Regions from separate parts of the Zea mays genome. Here region 1 is linked to region 2. Evidence: chromatin contacts called from public Hi-C data. All regions are on one chromosome and are shown on one strand. Each heading gives the region's core, a stretch centred on a gene start, on an enhancer-like site or on the middle of the called end of the contact. The rest is flanking DNA. Distances are from core to core; before and after follow the strand shown. Region 1 holds the start of LOC100191233. Region 2 holds the start of LOC107126292.

What was found. A called contact is a pair of places that touch in the nucleus more often than the background predicts.
Region 1: a Hi-C map of tassel shows a contact between it and region 2, with 1.7 times the contacts expected there. The contact joins the promoter of LOC100191233 here to the promoter of LOC107126292 in region 2. A contact is called at or near these places in 2 of 25 Hi-C or Micro-C datasets (ear and tassel).

What each region holds. Positions count from the first base shown.
Region 1 is chr2:191,285,748-191,290,413 of Zm-B73-REFERENCE-NAM-5.0, forward strand. LOC100191233 reads left to right here and starts at 2,670. Exons shown (of 4, transcript NM_001136667.1): 1 at 2,670-3,596; 2 at 3,811-3,882; 3 at 4,413-4,442. The coding sequence starts at 2,889.
Region 2 is chr2:190,969,286-190,973,916 of Zm-B73-REFERENCE-NAM-5.0, forward strand. LOC107126292 reads right to left here and starts at 2,578. Exons shown (of 5, transcript NM_001319091.1): 1 at 2,328-2,578; 2 at 2,165-2,253; 3 at 1,836-1,995; 4 at 977-1,246; 5 at 178-792. The coding sequence starts at 2,523. The coding sequence ends at 488.

The DNA of each region.
Region 1 (4,666 bases), core at 1,420-3,919, 320 kb after region 2:
AGATAGCAATATGTGCCACTTGGAGTTATGAAGCTAGTCTTCGGCTCATCTTCCTTCTTCATCCAGATTTGATGGTAGCCTGAATAACAGTCTAACAGACTCATGAGCTCTGAAGAAGCTGCTGCATCAACTAAAGAGTCTATCCTTGGTAGTGGGAATTCATCCTTCGGACAAGCCTTGTTAAGATCTGTAAAATCGATACACATTCGCCACTTGCCATTGGCCTTTTTTACCATAACAGTGTTAGCTAGCCATTCTGGGTACTTTACTTCTCTGATAACTCCTGCACTGAGGAGTCTTTTGACTTCGTTACGAGCACCTTCGGCCTTATCATCTGACATTTTCCGAAGCCTCTGCTTTCTGGGTCTGAAGGATGGGTCGACATTGAGCGAGTGCTCAATAACATCCCTATTAACTCCGCAGAGATCATTGGCTGACCATGCAAAAACATCTTTGTTGTTGAACAAAAACCTTATCAAGGTTTTCTCTTGTTCTTCGGATAACTGAGAGCCCAACAGCACCTTCTGCTCTGCTATATCCTCACATAAGAGCATGGGCTTCGGCTGATCTGCTGAAGCTGCTTTCTCCCTTCTGAATTTGTATTGTTCACAAGCTTCAGCTCCATCTATGTTATGGATTGCTTTTGAGTCAGTCCAGTTTCCTTCGGCCCTTCTGGCAGCTTCCTGACTTCCATGAATAGCGATGGGTCCTTGATCCGAAGGTATCTTCATGCAAAGATAGGCAGGGTGAAGAATTGCTTCAAAAGCATTGAGGGTGCCACGACCAATAATTGCATTGTAAGGGTATTCCATGTCAACAATGTCAAACACAACTTGCTCAGTTCTAGTGTTGTTGATGAACCCGAAGGTCACTGACATGGTGATCTTGCCCAGTGCTACAATCTGTCTTCCTCCGAAGCCACAGAGAGGATGTGTAGCATCATGAATCTTATCTTCTGGCTCTTGCATTTGTCTGAAGGCCTTAGCAAATATGATATCAGCTGCACTGCCTGTGTCAACCAAGACATTGTGGACCAGAAATCCTTTGATAACACAAGAGATAACCATGGCATCGTTGTGTGGGTAATCCTTGAGCTGAAGGTCCTCTTGGGAGAAGGTAATAGGAATGTGAGACCATCTTGACTTGATGAAGGGTCCTTGCACCCCCAACATGCTGTACCCTTCTCTGTGCTTCCTTCTTTTGTTTCTTGTTAGCTGGCTCTGAGGACGAACCACCTGTGATCGGGAGCACCAGCTTCGGGTCCGAAGCAGCTCCAGCTTGGTCGTTGAACGGAGCCATCAGCTCAAAAAGTGGAAGTGAGTTCACCGGAGGTGGGCGCCAATGTTGGGGACTTGTTCTCAAATGCTATGAATTAAGAACAAGGCAACATGAAGTGTTAAATGTTAACGTCCTTCGTCCATGAAACATTATTCCCTTGAGGATAATGGGCCTTGGACGAAGGCTGATGAGAGTATAATTACAAAGCTTAAATCTTCGTAATAAAATTTCAACAGATATTGTAAGACAACATAAAATAAAGGGTGTAAAAGGGGTAAATAAATCATAGACGAATTATATTATATTTACTTAATATATTGAATCATTGAGCACAAAAATACCTCTGCCTTGGCAAAGGTTGGATTCCGAAAGATGCGATTGCAATTACCAGAATGTGTGAACAGTAAAAGAATACTGTTCACTATTTATAGGCACAGGACACAGCCTGTGAGGAATTACAATTATACCCCTCATAAAAGTTTACAACATTGACTCAGACCTTTATGGACTAAAGGGTCATTTTATCTTTAAGTCGGTTTGTGATACCGAAGCTTCATGAAGAGGAACCTTCGGCCATCTCATACAAACAGCTTCAGCCGAGAGCCACTTCTTCCTAGAAGACCTTCGGCGACGAAGCATAGACCCAACACCCTCTTTACATTGTACTTCCCACGTTTCAAAATATAATTCGTTTTAAACTAATTATATATTCATTAAATAACATAAGAATATAGTTTCCATGTATGTCTATATTCATTATCATTTGAATGAATATGGATAGAAAAAAAGTGGGCTAGAAACAACTGTATTTGAAACGGATGGAGGCTTTTTTCTGATTTTTTTCCTCTGTATACATATAAATTTCGTTCACAGTTCCTACGAAATTCGTAGCGTTTCAAACGGGGCAAATCTGAAACACTCATATTGGGGCAAAGTGAGGGCCCATTGATTTTCTTTCCTCTTCCACGTAGCTCCGCAACTGATCTTTTTACGAGTATAACGCTCTTCAAAATTAAATTGAGATATGGATGACCTGCATTTCTTTTCGGAACTGTACCTGTCATAGACGGGAAACCTACCACCATGTTTCCATCAATACACCAGAGGAACTGACACCGGGTCCCGCTGACAGGTAAGCCGGCAGAGGCCCTACATGGCAGCAACCTAGCACCAGGTGCTCTTCTCCCGGGGTCGAAGATATTTTTGTACGTATGCTAACAATCTAACATCCCAACAACCGACGGAGGCAAGCCCCCCACGTGGCGACATATGGTTGGCTGCTCGTCGCGTGCTCGGAGACCACGACCTGTGACTTGTGAGCGTATCCAGATTATATAATCTAAAATATTATTAACTAACATTCTCTAAGTGTTAGTTTAAAATTTGTTAATGTTTTTAACTAACATTTCCTAAGTGTTAGTTTAAATTTTTTTTGGTGCTGAGCTGAGACAGGGACAGGCAAGCAGGAGGAAGGGGATGGAGTGGCGCCGTTAGCGAGGCAAGGTTCAGTCTACTCGTTGACGTTCGACAGATCCCAGAGCACCCTCGGCGGGGCCGCCGCCAGCTGTGGCGGTAGCCGTGGCATCCCCAAGGGTTTCGGCTCCGTGAACATGGACGAGCTGCTCCGGAGCATCTGGACCGCAGAGGAGACCCAGGCCAAGGCCTCCGCCTCTATCGCAGGAGCGAGCGCGGGGATGCCCCCCACGCCGATGCAGCGGCAGGGATCGTCGCTCACACTGCCCCGCATGCTCAGCACCAAGACGGTCGACGAGGCGTGGAGAAATCTCGTGCGCGACGAACCGCCGCAGGGGGCGGACGGCGGCGGACACCAGCCGCCCCACCGCCAGTCAACGCTCGGGGAGATGACTCTGGAGGAGTTCTTGGTCAGAGCTGGCGCGGTCAAGGAGAACCCCGCTTCTGCTCCTCCAGCGCCGCCACCCATGGTGCCGCCGCGGCCGGTACCTGTTGCCCCTAAAAGCTCCGCCTTTTTTGGGGATTTACCGGGTGCCGACGACGACGCAGCTACGGCAGCGGTAGGGTTTGCACCGGTCGGCATGGTGGATCTGGCCCTGATACCGCCCAGGGCGGCAGGCATGGGAGGCAGCGCCATGGCTGTGCAAACAGCGGTGAGCCAGCTTGATTCTGTCGGGAAGGGATACAGCGACCTGTCGTCGCTGACGGAGCCGCAAACTTTTTCGTTTGAAAGAATGATTCGGGGGAGAAGGCATGGAGGCGGAGTGGAGAAAGTGGTGGAGAGGCGGCGGCGGAGGATGATCAAGAACAGGGAGTCCGCCGCGAGGTCCCGAGCGCGCAAACAGGTCACAGCCTTTTGCTGAATTCATGCATGTCTTACTGACCAAGGCACCAAGCAATTTGTTAGTGCTTCTTGACTCATGACATTGTGAACTTTCGCAATTCGATTATAATCAGAGTCATCGTACTCTTCCTGGTTACTGTGTTACCGTTCTTTTAAAGCAGACAAATTTTCCACTTTGCTGTTTCGGTTAAAAAGAATCTTATTTTACTGCATAGGCTTATACAATGGAGTTAGAAGCCGAAGTTCAGAAACTCAGAGAGCAGAATCAGGAACTGGAGAGGAAACAGGTGTCTTTTCTACAATTTTCTCTACACACTTCTAGATTTGCTTCTTCTTTGGGATTTGGTGCATTGCCTCTCGACGAGCATTTATTTTTAGTCATTCTGAAATAGATAGTTTCAGCATGCTCCATGTTGCCTGCATCAATTGTATTCCCCTGAATCATTCACTATCTACTTCACTCCTGTATTTTTCACTGCATTTCCAGAATGAAAAAGGTGCACCCTGTATATTTCTGGATATCAATAATTGCCTTGCGCCACACTTCATGGACCATGTTTTTAAGTGAACATTACCAAAGAAGGGGCACGGCAACAGTTCGTCAGCATATAAATAGATTTGACGTCCGGATCACATTTCGTGTAGCTTACAATGAGACTCGTTCATCCGGATCACATTTCGCGTAGTTACAGTGATACTGCGTCCATAGGCTAGTGCTAAACACTTTTAGGGATAGGCACACATCCTTGCACCTCAGACTGTTCTTTGGATGTGCTCATAGTACTGACTACTGATCATTCATTTCTTCGTAATGCAGGCAGAAATTATGGAAATGCAGAACAACGAGGTAACTGTTAATTCAAATATACTCTATTAATCTCGCGTTGTGAGTTGCTAGCTGAGCAACCAGTCGCTAAATTGGTTGTAGGATTCAGTTAGGGGAATCATACTTCCAGAGTTTCTCTCTATTCCACACATCTAGTTCAACTTAGCTTCAGATATACTGCATCATCCTTGTACACTGCTCAGCCTGTGAGTTCATCATATCGATTATGATTGTCTGTTACTCAA
Region 2 (4,631 bases), core at 1,328-3,827:
TGTTTCCCCGTTTCGTCGTTTTTCGGTTCTCTTTACCTTTGTTTCCCTTTTCTTTTCTTTGGGGTTGACCTCTGAGGTTTTTATACGGGGTTTTATCTCTAGCATACCCAACGTGCTTGGACAAAAAGACTTTGTTGTTGTTGTTGTATGGTGGCTGGCAGGCCCCACGCTGGCTGTGCAGACAAAAGGAAAGCTAGTTGCCTCCAGCAGCCGTACCACAACCTGTTTATTTACAAGCTCCGTGGCCCCGTGCCAAACAATGGCAGCTAGATTCAGTTCCTGATCAAAAGTTCGGTTGCAGTTCGTCGGTGCAGTGCAGGGGGGGACTGGTAGATAGCAGAGATTTTATTGGTACGATTTACAGGTTGTGCGCTCATAATTTACATTATTACACACGGAATCGCGACTCGGAGGTCGAGTCACCACTGCCGGCCCCGGCGCGGCGGCTACACCTAATCCTACTACATTCCTACGTCGCCATGACTCACTAGCCTCGCGTCCTTATGATGGTTATGGAGCCGCGCCCGGGGGTGTGCAGGCGCGTGAAGCCGGCGACGGCCTTGCCCGAGATGCCCGGCTGGTCCGCGGACACGCGCGGCGCGCACGCGAACTCGCCCACGGGGTGCCGCACCGGCCGCGCCGGCCGCATCAGGACGCGCGCGTTGATGTCCGCCAGCGTCGCGCCGCCGTCCAGGCCGTCGGGCTTCAGCAGCGCGAACGGACGCACCACCACCACGCCCGCGCCCTTCCGCCGCTTGCCGCCGCCGCTCTCGGCCGACGCCTGCTCCGACTCTGCCGATCGAGGACAGCACGTACGACGTGCCAAGCAGCAAAGCGCGGGTTAGCTTAGCGATTAGCACGAGGTGCCGTGTCAAACTGTCAACTCAACTCCCCGGCCAGCCCGGTGCCTGCTGCCTGCGAGAATTCCGCACGCGCGGCGCGAGTGACAACTGACAAGACGAGCGAGACCCCGCACCTTCGCGTGTCGCGGCACGTTTCAGAGAGGGGCCGCAGGTCCTCGGAAGCGGCGGGGCCCGCGCAGGCCCCCGCGCGGCGCCCCGCCCCGGAAGCGGCAGGCCGGTCCCGGCCCCGGCGGCGCGCGGGTCCCCGCGGCAGCTGGAGGAGGACGAGCTGGGCAGGGGCTCCGCCTCTGTGGCGGGGGCCTGCTGCTGGAACGCCGCTCTCTCCGCTGCCGGCGCGGGACCCGCCGAGAAAATCGAGCTCAAGGCCTGGTCATCATCATCACCTGCACGACAGCAGGAGAGGTTCATCGGCCGGGTTTAAAATTGGAGAGCGAGTGACGAAGAAGATTATACACGCACTATATGACTAATATACTAGTAGTAGAATCTTGGGCAGGCTGGCCGCACCACTATCTAAACACGTAGAACCCAAATCTTTCTTCTTTTTTTCTTCTTCAAAAGACGCGCCCGCCCGTGTCGCCTGCCTGGTGATTGTGCGCGCGGCTTGCAAGTCAGACGCGGGCATCATGCTCGTTTACATGTACTCCAGTGCAAAGTTGCCACTGCATAATACTCAATCTAGCATTCATGATTGTTTTAAACAATCCATGCATCCATCATGGGGCCTTGACAGTAACGTGACGCTAAACCTAGCTCTCTGCGACCTGACTTGTCCTCTGCCTCCATTGGACCCAGAACAACCCACCATCCATGGCGTGGCGATGTACTTGGCGCGGGCCGCGGGGCCAACAAGACCTAAAAAATTAACTAACAGGTCCCGTCGTGTCCGTTTGCAGACAAACCCGACGAAACTGGGTCGATTTCAGAGTGGGGAGCGGAGGAGGAGGGTTGGATTCAAACGGGGGCGCTCACAGTGAATTGTGAAGGAGTCGGTGGGGGTGCGGTAGCCCTGCTCGTGCGTGGCGCTGGCGCAGGCGCAGCTGGAATTGAAGGCGGCCTCCTCCTCCTCCTGCTGCGCCTTGAGCGGCGGCTCGCCCACGTCGCCGTCGTGGCAGCCCGCGTCCCAGAAGTTCTGCAAGGGGACACCCAACGACAACAACGAGAGAGCTTTGATGAGCTAGCGGTGGCTCAGTGGTAAGAATTCAGCTCTGGCTGCTACTGTTACTGTTAGTGCTAATGCTAAGAGGTTGGGTGGTCTGTTTGGTCTCCTCTTCCGGAGCGTCGTGATGTGACGCACGCACCAGGAGAAGGTCGTCCAGCTCCCCGGGGATCGCGACGGCCACGCCGTGCGCCGACGGCGGCGGCGGCGGGGCCGGCTCCATGGCTGCGACTGCGAGTGCAAAGGGCATAAATAAGCGACGACCAGGTAATTAATCCGGGCAAAGAAAGGTCATCATCACGTACAGAGCGGGAAGAGGTCATGGACGTCGGCGGCGAGGAGGCCGAAGCAGCCGAACGGTGCCGACTGCTCCCACCCGCTACTGCTGCAGCTGTAGTCGTCGAAGCAGGTGCTGGTGGTGGTCGTACTGGCGACGGGCATCCCCATCGTGTGGAGCGGCCACGCCTGCCTCCCCTCCATCAGCTGCACCCCTTTCTCCATGGCTCGTCGGCCTTGCTGCAGCGGCAGCAGGGGGGGGAGCTGAGGACGTGAATCGTGAGGCAGACAGAGTGTGGAGAGTGGACTGGGTGAGAGTCAGAGAGAGAGGCCGGGTGCTGCTGGAGAGTGGAGACAAGGCAGAGAGCTTGGCGTGCTTAAATAGCAGGGCTTTTTCGCCGGGGCGTGGAAAGCAAAAGCATACACCGGACCGGACTAGCAGGTCAAGACCACACTACGCTACTCCTGGCCTCCCGTTCTAACACACGCCTCTGTTACTGTGCAGCTGTGTCACTTGTTTTTATTTATACTCAGCCCGCGCGCTGACGCTTGCTTGCTTCCTGTACGTACTTTCGTTTGCCTTTGCTGGCTGGGCTGGGGCGACTTGTTGGGCGCGGCCAGGGGGGAGGAAAAAAGAAAAGATACGGGTGGGGCTGAGTAGACGAGACGACAGACGAGTTCAAAGTCCAAGCGAAAGCAAAAGGGGATGAGGGTGGTTGAGCGCAGGGGAGCTCTTTCTCGTGATTCGTTATGTTCTTCCGCACCTTTGATCTCCTTCCGGTTTGCTTGAGTGAGATCTCCTCTCCTTTCTCTTTCTTTCTTTAAACGGTTGGTTCGTCGTCGATGCCTCCTATTGTTGAGTGAAATCTCTGCCCCTAGCGATTCTTTTACTTGTCTTTGTACAATTGTACTAACCATTCGCTCTCCGGCTCAAAAGTCTCCTCCAGTATGACCTTCGCCGTTTCCTTGTTGCTGATCTTCGCCGTTTCATGAGTAACATCACGGGGGACTGCAGTCTGCAAGTCTGTTATGGTTATTGCGCCTCCATTTTTATTTTTATTTTACGTTTCGTGTCAGTTACGGGTAGGTCAAAGCCCGGTGCTGGTACCTGGTAGCCGTTGCTCTAGTGAGGTCACTGATCTGTGGGTGAACGATGAAAAAGGGTGGGCGGACCAGCGGAGTGTAGGAGCAGCGGCTTCATCAGTTTTTTTTCCTCTCCCTGGCCTGATGAGGCCGGAGCCGGACGAGGAAACGCCAGCACCCAGCAGGCACAGGCCCAAAAATACCTGCCCCGAAAAGACAGTAGCAGATTTTTTTTAAAAAAAATTCCGAGCCCGCATTTCTTAAATAATTGACTTGCAGTCGTGGTTAAGCAGGAGGTGGACATGCCTGTCGTGTAGACGTAACAATATGGTACCAATAAGTGGCGAAGCCAGAGCAAAATTAAGGATAGTGCATTTGACTTGTGGATGCATAGAAATTTATTTTACCAGTGTATATATGGTGAAATTTTAACCAATTCTATATATTTTGTGGGGGTGCATTTGCATCCGCTACCTATAGTGTAGCTTCGCCCCTTGTACCAATGTAACACACAGAATCACAGCGGAAAATAACTAACTCAGAGTGCTAACTGTGAAACATATGTATCATGGGTACCCAGATGAGCCTAAGAACCCAGTCGTGTGGGCCCATAAACTCCGCTACGGATTAGAAGAACAGATATTAAAAACAATATATCTCAGTTGAATAAATGATAATGTTGTAAATACAGGGACTTAGGTATGACTCAGTAACAAACTCGGTTAAGCGCTGAGTAGATTGATTTTATATAGTAATCTCAAATAACATAAACTAATCGCCTATTTAGTATCAACACTATATGCTAATAAGGATTTTACATAACAAATCAAGTTGACTCGCTCTTTTTACTAGCAATACAAGCAGGCTCAGCTCGAGTCGTTTCTAGCGTCGAGCCGCTCCGAGTCTGAGTCGGCTCGTGGAGTTCGAGTTTTTTTTTCTAGCCCTAATAATGATAGGGAATCGTCTTGCTCCTGCCTTAGAGACGTTTTAGGGAATGCCGGAAGACTCTTATATGCTTTTCTCGGTTTGTAAGCTCATGGGAATGTCAAGTCGACATCAAACCACACTTACTATCCACCTGATTAGTTGTCCGCATCGCTTTATCCTGAATCACTGAATGTGTTGACTTTATCTGAACGTATGTTTGATTGCCTATATATAGGCGCGGGCTATAGAAAACAAATCATTTGAAGATCAATTGCCTGCATTCGCTCGTACCGCCAAAACGTCCGGCCAGCCTTGGGGGAGCG